Linked DNA regions of Mus musculus: region 1 is linked to region 2. A link is a contact called in public HiChIP or PLAC-seq data. All regions are on one chromosome and are shown on one strand. Each heading gives the region's core, a stretch centred on a gene start, on an enhancer-like site or on the middle of the called end of the contact. The rest is flanking DNA. Distances are from core to core; before and after follow the strand shown.

Region 1 (5,030 bases), core at 406-2,905, 720 kb after region 2:
GTCGCTTTGGGGACAGAGGGTTCCCGAGTAAGGAATGGGATGCCAGCTACACTGGGTCACCTCACACAACCCCTAGACCAAGCCCAGGGAGACACAGGCAGGCCCGGATCCTGGCAGGCGCCAACTCCCAGAGAAGGGACACGCCCGCAGGCGTCCCGGACCCCTTACCTCTCTTGTCCAGCAGCCACATGAACGCGAAGCAGGGCAGGAAGCCTATGGGCCCCCAGAGGACCAGGAGCGCGATGTCCCATCCGGAGAAGCCATAGGCCTGGCGCGCCGAGTTCTGGATGGGGCCCCAGGTGTTCCAGACCAGGCCCTGGGCGAACGCGAGGAGCGAGAAGAGCAGCAGCACCAGCCAGCGGCGCCCGTACACCCTCCCGGGGTTCGGGCCCGCCGCAGGCAGCACGGCCGTCGCCTCCCGGCCCCTGCGCGCAGCCCCCGGCGCAGGCCCGAGCCCCGGCCCCAGCAGCGGCTGCCGCTCCTCCTCCTCGCTGCTCCAACCCGAGCCCATGGCGACGCCGCCCGCCGGCCCTGCCCGACGCGTCCCGGTGGCCGCAGACCAGCCGGGAGCTGACTGGGCGGGTGGAGCGGGAGCCGGAGCCGGAGCTGCTCTAGTCCTCGGCCTCCCGGGCGCGTCTGCTGCGCCTGCGCCGCCCGAGCCCGAGGGGAGGAGGCGAGGCGGGGTCCACCCTGCTCGCTGGGAACCCAGGAATGCCCCGGGGAGAAGCCCGGGACCCTACGAGTGGAAAGGGTAGAAGATCGCGGCCGGCTGGGAGACTGGAGCGAAGTAGGCTGAGTCAGTCACTCGCGGGTTGCTTGGAGGAAGTGCCCAAGTTTACATCACGTGCCTAATAAACAACTCGCTGACCTCGGGTCACTTATCCCAATGCTTGGGTCTATATTAGGCTTACTTTTGTTTTTATTGGGTTTCTAACTGCAGAAATTATAGACGGCAGGATACTGAAGTTTAGGAAGGTCTCAGGGTATTGTTTCATGAAGACCATTTGGTTTTGTATGTGTCTTACGCATCCAGTGAGATTATAAACTAGCCAATTTTCCTTCATACATATAAAGAGTTTTTTCTACCCATTTTGTTTGTCATGCAAACGGGTAAATAATATGGATTGTGTTAAAGTTGGAAGACAGTGACCTAGATCTCTCTCTTGGTATGTTAGCCAGACTAAATAAACGGCAAAAGCTGGAGATTGTGCATCTCTTGACCACATAGACATAGACATTCATTTGTTCAAATGCACAAATCCAGAACTCTGACAGCTGCCTGTGTCCTTGAAAACTAGTCATTTGCTGACATATCTGGCTCAGCAAATGAGTCACAGGGAACGCCTTCAAGGGGTTCGTATTCCCAGGCAGTCACGAAAACCAGCTGGAATGGCACTGATGCCAAGGGAACCAACAAGGTGGAAGAGTAGGCACGCCAGCCCCGGGGTCTCCTAAATCGCGAGTCCGACTGAGAGAAAGCCAAGGCGAAGATGGAGGATCCGACTAGAGAAGGAAGAGAAACAGCAGACGCTAAGGGTGGAAGAAAGGAGCCACAGCCCAGCCCACGTGCTCGCCGCCTTTCAGCTTCCAAAGAGCAAAACAAACCGGCGTGGCCACGCCCAGCGCCGTCACGTGACCGCGGCGGCGCCGGTTCCGGCAGAGGCGGAGGATCCTTCCTGTGTGGAAGCCGCAGATCCCGGTGAGCCCTCTCACCTGGCGCTCTCTCCATCCTCGGCGCGATAACCATGGCAGCAGGCTGCGAGGGCATCGCGCCCCCGACCCTGGGCGAGAGAACTGTGGGGGAGGAAGGTAGGTGCGAGCCAGGGACGCCGAAGTGCCTCCGAGCGGTGCGGATGGGCGCGGCTCCATCCCAAGTCTCGCCCGCGGCGTGTTAGGCCTGGGAGAAAGTGACTTTTTAGAGCATGTGGCTTCTTAACGTCGTGCGGATCAGTTTTCTGATCTATCGGGACAAGTACCACTGTGGAGTAAGAAGTTCCTCTGAGGACTCCAGGATCGCTGGCCTCTGAGGGAATTTTGTGGCAATTCTCTTGTCTCTGTTGGGATTCCAGGTGTATGCGACCATAACTTTTTATGGAGGTCTCTGGGGAGTTCGCCAGACTTGTGCACCAGGGGTTTTTACTTGACAGTCCATCTCTCCTGTCCCAAATCATTCTCTCATTTTTTAAAAAACCAATTTATCTTCCTGATAATGTGTCCTGTATCCTATTTTATGCCTCTCTTATCCACCATTCAACAGCAAAAGTGACACGTAAGATTCTTTAATAATTTGTATTGGACTTAGAACCTCCACTAAAATCCAAGCTCCAAAAACCGTGACCTACACAAAAATTTAATTTGGGGTCTGTTGTGTTTTATAAAAATAAGGAGAATATGTTTGGTGGATGTGTAGTCAGGTGTTGGGGAAGGGGGTGCCTCCGCTCCGCGGGCCCATGCTGAGGCATCCCTTCCCCTTGAGGGACCAGCCACACAAAGGTATAGTAGAGAATAGAGTTTCTTCAGGGTATGGGAGCGGAGTTGAGCGAGTAAAGGCAGAGAGAGAAGAGGAGTAGAGGCCGGCCATGAGCACGTGGAGGGGGGAGGGGAATGGAGAAAGGTTAAGGAGCAAGGGCAAGAGAGCAAGAGAAAGAGGAGGGGCAATCAGCCCCTTTTACCATGAGTCAGACACCTGGCTGTTGCCAGGTAACTGTGGGGCGGAGCCTGGAGAAAATGCCCACTGGGTCTGTTGAGGTCTCTAAGCATCTCTTCTGTTTGTACATTCTTAAACATTTTTAATTAGCCATAAAATGTGGGTTTCGTACGTTCTTGACTGGTCGATTCCCTTTCCATCATACTTGTACCCATCTTGCAGGTTCCAAATATCTCTAACCCTTGCATATTCTACTAGATGTTAAGCGCTTTGTGGAAATAACCTGTGGTGGTTTGAATAAAAACGGCCCCATAGGCTCATCTACTTAAATGTTTGGTCCCCAGTTGGTGGAAATCTGGGAAGGATTAGAAAATGGCCTTGCTGGAGGTGTGTCACTAGGGGTAGTAGGCTTTGAGGTTTCAAAAGCCCGTGCCATTCTCAGCGCTCTCCACTGCCTGCTTGTGGACCAAAATGTAAGTTTTCAGCTATTGCTACAACTTCATGCTTGCCTGACTATTGCTATGCTCCCTGCCATGATGGATCATGGATGCTAACTGTCTTAGAGTTATCATTTCTATGAAGAGACACCACGACCAAGGTAACTGTAATAAAAGGAAACATTTATTTGGGGCTGGCTTACAGTTTCAAAGGTTTAGACCATTATCATCATGGTAGGAAGTATGGCAGCCTTTAGGCAGGCATGGTGCTGGAGGAGCTGAAAGTTCTACAGCTTGATCCCGAAGAGAGTCAGGAGGAGACTCTCTTCCACACTGGGCAGAACTTTGAACCCTAGAAGATTTCAAAGCCCGCCTACACAGTGACATACTTCCTTCAACAAGGCCGTATCAGGTAAACTCTTGCTTCATAAGTTGCCTTGGTAATGGCATCCTTACAAAACTAAGACCGAAGTTGGTACTAGGGGAAGGGTATTTCTGTGACAGACCTGACCACACTAGTTTTGGGGGAATGTAGAAGACTTTGGGACTTTGTGTGTGTAATCGTGGCATTAGGAAAGTAATAAGACATTTCATTTACCACTGTGTGTCCAGTAGCACATAACAGTATCAGGCATGTAATAAGTATGCTGAGTGAATGAATAAGGGGTCCCAGCCAGGTAAGGTATTGCATACCTGTACCCCATAACATAAGAGAGTGGATGAGGAACTCAAGGTCGTTTTTGGCCACATAGCAAGTTTGAGGCCAGCCTAGACATAAACCTTCTCTCAAAGAAAATGAAGAAGGGGCCAGTGAGATAGTGGGTAAAGTGCTTACCCTGCATGGCTGGCAACCTGAGTTTGAACACCCACCCATGCCAGAACACACGCACAGTGGGTTGGCCTAAGGCTGCCTCTATTCTCATACTAAGTGCTGGCTAAATGGAGTCAGCACATAGACCCAGATGCCTGCAGCCAATAGCTGGGGAGAAGAGAGGTAGGCGGGACTTAGGTTTCCTAGGCTAGAGACCGCGAGGAGGAGCAGGAAGGGAGGAAGATACCATGGGTTAGCTGAGCCATAAAGCAGCCATGTGGGCTGGCCAATTGGAGCTAGTAGCAGCCCAGATGAAACATAGTAGTAATGTGGTTATGGGTAGAAAGTGGATTCTAACAGCGTGGAAGGTAGGCAGTTGCTCAGACAGTGTGGTGGGTGAAGCATATTAAAAATATAAAGGCGGGCTGGAGAGATGGCTCAGCGGTTAAGAGCACTGATTGTTCTTCCAAAGGTCCTGAGTTCAATTCCCAGCAACCACATGGTTACTCACAACCATCTGTAATGGGATCTGATGTCCTCTTCTAATGTGTCTGAAGACAGCTATGGTGTACTCAAAAATAAAATAAATCTTTAAAAAAATATATAAAGGCTGTGTGTGTGTTTTATTTGGGAACATAAATGGTCAAAGGCGGGAAGGAACCCCTGTGCTGGGATTTTTTAAAAATATTTTTTACTACACCCATGGAAAAAAGGTAGAAGAGTCTTGATGCCGTGTTGATACTGACCTCCACATGTGAGCTGTGACGCAGGCACGCCCGCATGCGTTCTAATAATTTTTTAATTTAAAATTAAAAACACAAACTGTCCCAAGCCTAGAGGTAAGTAAGAGAAGGAGGAGGACGTAGTCCGGGGAGTGGAAGAGTTGGTGTGAGGAGTGTTGAGAGGGATGCCCAGGTTTGATTGTGGGGGTAGTAGGATCAGATTTAAGTTTAGGACGATCACTCTGGGTGAAGATACAGGATAGATTAGAGGGAGTTGACAATCCCCCTGGGCCTCAGTTTCCATTTTTATGTAATGCACAATTATTGTGAAATTTAAGAATACATGTAGCCAGCTGAGCCTTAGTGTCTGGCAGGAATTAGATATCTGAGGATGATGGTCATTTTTTATTGCT
Region 2 (4,731 bases), core at 1,741-4,240:
ATGTTCTCTAGGCCTTAGGGTAAGTGTTGAGTTATAGATATATTAATTGGGACTGAGCACGCACAGTCAGTTCCTCTCTACCTTTGGACTGGTTGTGGCTTTCTGTAATGGTATATCTACCTTACCTGTAGGTATAAGGTTAGCTCCAGTCTTGACACTTTGATGGCCAGTGCTTCCCCCTCTGAGCTGCATTCCAGTTCACTCTCTATTTCCTTTCTTCCATGGGTGCCACTGTCTCCATGTCCATAGTCAGTGTCCTCAGGTCCTGCCCTGGTTCTCTGGGCATTGTCTTCCCTTCTCGTACTTGAGTTATGCATAGCACCCTCTTAATTCCCAACCACACCTGTGCCCACACTCTAGACTTGCACACTTCTTAGATCTCCCCTCCTTGATGCACACCAGGACCAGCTCCTCAGCAAGACCCCACATCCCCAGACTCACTCTGCCTGTGAATTCTCTTTGTCAGGGGAGCCACCAGCCACAGCCTTTCAGTCACCCATGCTAGACCTAGAGTTCCTCACAGACACCTCCTTCTCTCATACACTATCCCCAAACTATCACTCACATTTGTCAATTCCATTCCCCAACTGTGTTTCAGATTGTCTTGTTTTTCATCCCTGTGCAAGAGTTCAGAGCATCTCATCAGACTCCCATGTGGGTTTTCCTGAGGCCATAGATGCACAGTGTGCATAGCAGCAGCCAGCATTCATTTCCTGCTGTGCTCCACTACCTCTGTGTGTTATGTCTTAACTCTCCTCTCCATGAACAGTTGACAAGACCCAGTGCTAGATTTCATATCTCTAATCTCACCACGAATGAGGTAACACAGATGTTAACCTTCCATATTGTATGTCTCCAACCATGTAATATATTTTGATGCAAAGGTTGTTTTTTAAAAAAAATCTCAAATATTCTATTTTACCAATAAAGATGTGGGAGTCAGCTGTTGGGGTGAAAGCCTGCTTGCTCAGAGAGGCAGAGAAAGTACCTGCTGACCTGTCTTCTCAGCAGACATCCCAAAAGGAAGTTCTCCCTCTCCACAGCATCTCAAAAACCCATCAAACTAAATATCCATCCCTTCTATTTCCTGTGTGTCTATCTGTCCTCCCGACTTCCTCCTATTCTTCACTGTTCTCCTGTGTTCACTCCCTGTCAATAGGTGCTTGTTCTGCCTCTTGACCTATATAGATGACTTTATTTAGTCCTATTTACAATAAACAGATAGCTCTTGGATTAAAGGTGTGTGGTAGGGCTGAGCCACACCACAACTAGGAACAGGTTTTCCAGTAAATAACACAATCTCGAAGTGCTCCTCCAAGATGAGATCAGCCCTGTTCCCTGCTCTGTTGCCCTCTCTTCATCCTGGAGACTCTGCCAACTCACAGCACCGAAGTTGCTGCAGCCCATCAGATGGGCCAAGCCGCTCCTGAAGTGACCTTGGTAAAAGTTGCACTGTGTGAACCTAAAACACCTATTTCCCTCAACTGCAGGCAGCCCTCCTGGGGCCCATTTCCTCCTGTCCCTACATGTCTGCTGTATCTCTCTCCTGCAACTTTCTGGTGTGGTCCATCTTCCATCCTCGTTATGGCAGAATCACTTCTTTCCCCTCAGTCCCTTCTGGGGATCCTAAAAGTCCCGCCTCTGTCTCCCTGCCAGCCATTGGCTGCCAGGAACTCTTTTGGGCAGGCAAAAACCAACTGGGGACAGTTAAATAATTAATGATAACAATAAAATAAGTTGTTTTAGCATTTACCTAAAGAGAGCCTGCCTGCCTGCCTGCCTTTCTTTCTTTCTTTCTTTCTTTCTTTCTTTCTTTCTTTCTTTCTTTCTTTCTTTCTCTCTCTCTCTCTCTCTCTCTCTCTCTCTCTCTCTCTCTTTCTTTCTTTCTTTCTTTCTTTCTTTCAACTCATAAAACTGCAGTTAGTTCATTTTTGGAATAGTGGTTTATTTTCTCTTGCCATTTTGGGAGTTTACTACAAGCACTTAGTCTTTTAGAAATTTACAGCCTTAAAATGTTGGGTTTTTTTTTCTTCTTCTTCTTCTTCTTCTTCTAAATTAATGAAAAAAAATCTGGCTCAATCAGGCTGGGAGTGCTTGTGAGCTCTGTGGCTTCTGGGAGTAATACAGATCTTCTACACCTTCATTTCTGTCTGAGTAAAAGGAGCTAATGACCTTGCCATTGTGAATGTCAACAGGGCAAGAGCAGAGCATGCAACAGTGTCTGTAGGTTGAAAATTACTCAGTAAAGTGATGACTGTTATTATTAATATGAGAATAGTACAGTGTTATATTTTTCTGAATCCCGTATAATAGTCAGTAGTCAGATCATTTAAATGTTAGGGTGATAGCTCAGTAGGGGAGACCAATTGCTGTGAAAGTATGAAGATCTAAGTTCAAATCCCCTGTACTCATGTAGAAAGCCAGGCATATTCGTACATGTCTATAACCTCAGCTTCGGGAAACAGAGTCAGGCGGATCCTGGAAGCTCTGTGGCCATCCAGACTACTGAAATGGGGAGCTTCAGGCTCAATGAGAAAAACCCTGTCTCAGACAGATAAGACAGATCAGTAGAGGAAGACAGGACATCTTACCTCCTCCTCCACCCCCACCCCCCCACCCCCGCCACATGCACACACACCCACATGCCAACAAAAAAAAAAATTTAAGGGCTAACAAGATGGCTCAGTGGATAAAAATACTTGCCAGGCAAGCCTGAAGTCTTTTGAGTTCAATCTCTGGAACCCAGGGCAGGAGGAGAAGCAATTCCTTAAGTTGTCCTCTGACTGCCACACATGTACCGTGATATGCACATCCCAGTACTCATACATCCATCCGCCACCCCACCCCACCCCACCCCACCCCTTGCCCCTGCCCCCTGCCCCCTCTCAGTTACTTTTCTGTTGCTGTGGTGAGACTCAGGCTTTCCAGGCTCCACCATGGAGAGCCATGTGGGTGGTAGGTTGCCAGAGCTAGCCTTCTAGCCCTTTCTGGTACTGCCTTCCCCTTTTATTCAAATGCAGTGGTGGGCCACATCCGCATTGCATAGCTCTGTCAGAATAGTACTAAGTGAACTGAGACCTTTGCCAACTCAGTTGCTTCCTTCAGACTACACCGGCTTAGCCTCCTTGTTCTAGTTCATTCTGTTGCTTCCTGATATATTTTCCTCCCATGACCCACAAAAGAAAAAAAGTGGTGTTGGCACCTACATGTTCTGCTCCTGTTGCACAAGATTTCCATTCTTGTTCTCTGAATAAACTGCTTCACACCTCTAGCTTTGCACTCTAGCACCTACTTTGCCAGGAACACCCAGCTCTGCTACTTGTTCCCTGCTTTGCACAAACATGCCTCAACGTAGAAAGAGGGGAGAAGTAGAGTGTGCTCTTTAGGACCCCAAGGCAGCTGCTCAGGGCTGTGCAGGCTGCCTGCACCTCATGAGCATTCAGTATCCAAGGTCTATGTAAAACCTGGGTGTCTGTGCCCACTTGCAGTTTAGAAGGCTACTTTGTGAAAAGAGCCCAGAAGCTTCCTTCTGCTGCCCTTGAAGGAGAAGCCCGAGTTTGTGATTGCAAACATCTTTGAAGGTATTAAAAATTTCTCCTCCTCCTCACCCATGTCATAAGTAAGGTTAGTTAGTGGTCTGAGTGGCGAGGATGTGCTGGAGGTGTCAGTGTGCCCGTGTGAGTGTCAGCAAGTGCACTGCGAGCATAGTAGTGTCACTGCCATTCTTGGTGCATTTTGAAAGTCATTTAAGAAAGCAGAAATGGGGTAAAATCAACACTATTTTTATGGTTTTTTTTCTCTGTATGTGTGGTTAGTCTTGAGACAGTCTGGAATCACCTGGGAAGTGGGCATCTGGGCATGCTTATAGGAGATTATCTTAAGTTCATTGAAGTAGGAAGACCCACTCCCTGTGGGTTGTACCATTCCCTGGCTGGGCTCCTGGACTGTGTAAAAAGGGAAGAGTGAGCCAGCCATGTACAACATTCATTGATTTCTTCATCGTAACCACAGACAGTGTAAGCAGTTGCTCCTTTTGTTTAGCTTTCCTACTGTGGTGGACTGTACCTTGAACTGAGACAAAATAAACACTTCCTTAAATTGCTTTTGTTAGTACACAATTGTTGTTGCAGAAAAGTAACTGAGGCAGTGTGTGCATGTCTTTGGGTAGGGTGCATGCATGCATAGAGAGGACAGAGGCTGACATCAGACATCTTCCTCCCTCCACCTTTTTGAGGCAGGGCCTCTCACTGAATCTGGAGCTCACCAGCTCAGCCACACTGGCTGTTTAACAAGCCCTAGGAATCTGCCTGTCTCCTCCCATCTCAGCGTTGAGACTGTAGGCATCCATCTCCACACACAGCTTTCATGTGGCTGCTGGGGATCTAATTCACGCCCTAATGCCTGTATGACAGGCGCCAAGGACTGATTCAGTTTTCTAGAATATTTTCCCACAGTTGTCACTAGAGGGCACCGTTGTTTTAAAAGAGGATAGTCTTTGGGAAGTCTTTTCTAATAAAAATGTATAGTATGAACCGCTAGCTGAAGCTGATTGAACAGTCAGCAGAGAAAGGGGGTATGGGTAGGTGCTTTTATATTGCTATCTCTTGAGTCAGTCATCAATGATGGAAATAATGAAACAACTAGAACTTTGTGTATTATCTGGGAGGGCCTTGTCCAATATTTCTTAATTATATCTTTAAGCTGAACACAGCTTGGTTTGTCCATGAAAGC

The links. HiChIP or PLAC-seq counts read pairs in DNA pulled down with a chosen protein or histone mark.
Region 1: a contact with region 2 is called in an H3K4me3 HiChIP or PLAC-seq map of bone marrow-derived macrophages, with 4 times the contacts expected there. The contact joins the promoter of Hspbap1 here to the enhancer-like site in region 2. A contact is called at or near these places in 4 of 39 promoter capture datasets (cranial neural crest, frontonasal cranial neural crest, hippocampal neurons and 1 more) and 4 of 115 datasets of contacts at active chromatin or transcription factors (astrocytes, bone marrow-derived macrophages, embryonic forebrain and 1 more).

What each region holds. Positions count from the first base shown.
Region 1 is chr16:35,768,731-35,773,760 of GRCm38.p6, forward strand. It overlaps Hspbap1 (Hspb associated protein 1), which reads left to right and starts at 1,656. Exons shown (of 8, transcript NM_175111.3): 1 at 1,656-1,809. The coding sequence starts at 1,746. It overlaps Slc49a4 (solute carrier family 49 member 4), which reads right to left and starts at 640. Exons shown (of 9, transcript NM_153550.4): 1 at 169-640. The coding sequence starts at 511.
Region 2 is chr16:35,052,066-35,056,796 of GRCm38.p6, forward strand. All of the region lies in intron 3 of Hacd2 (3-hydroxyacyl-CoA dehydratase 2), which reads left to right. Among named protein-coding and RNA genes, the nearest start is that of Hacd2, 32 kb to the left of the region's middle. Within about 2 kb of position 2,991, at least 67 of the 459 cell types and tissues checked have an H3K27ac peak or open chromatin away from gene starts, as enhancers often do. A contact at or near this core is called in bone marrow-derived macrophages, where this site is marked.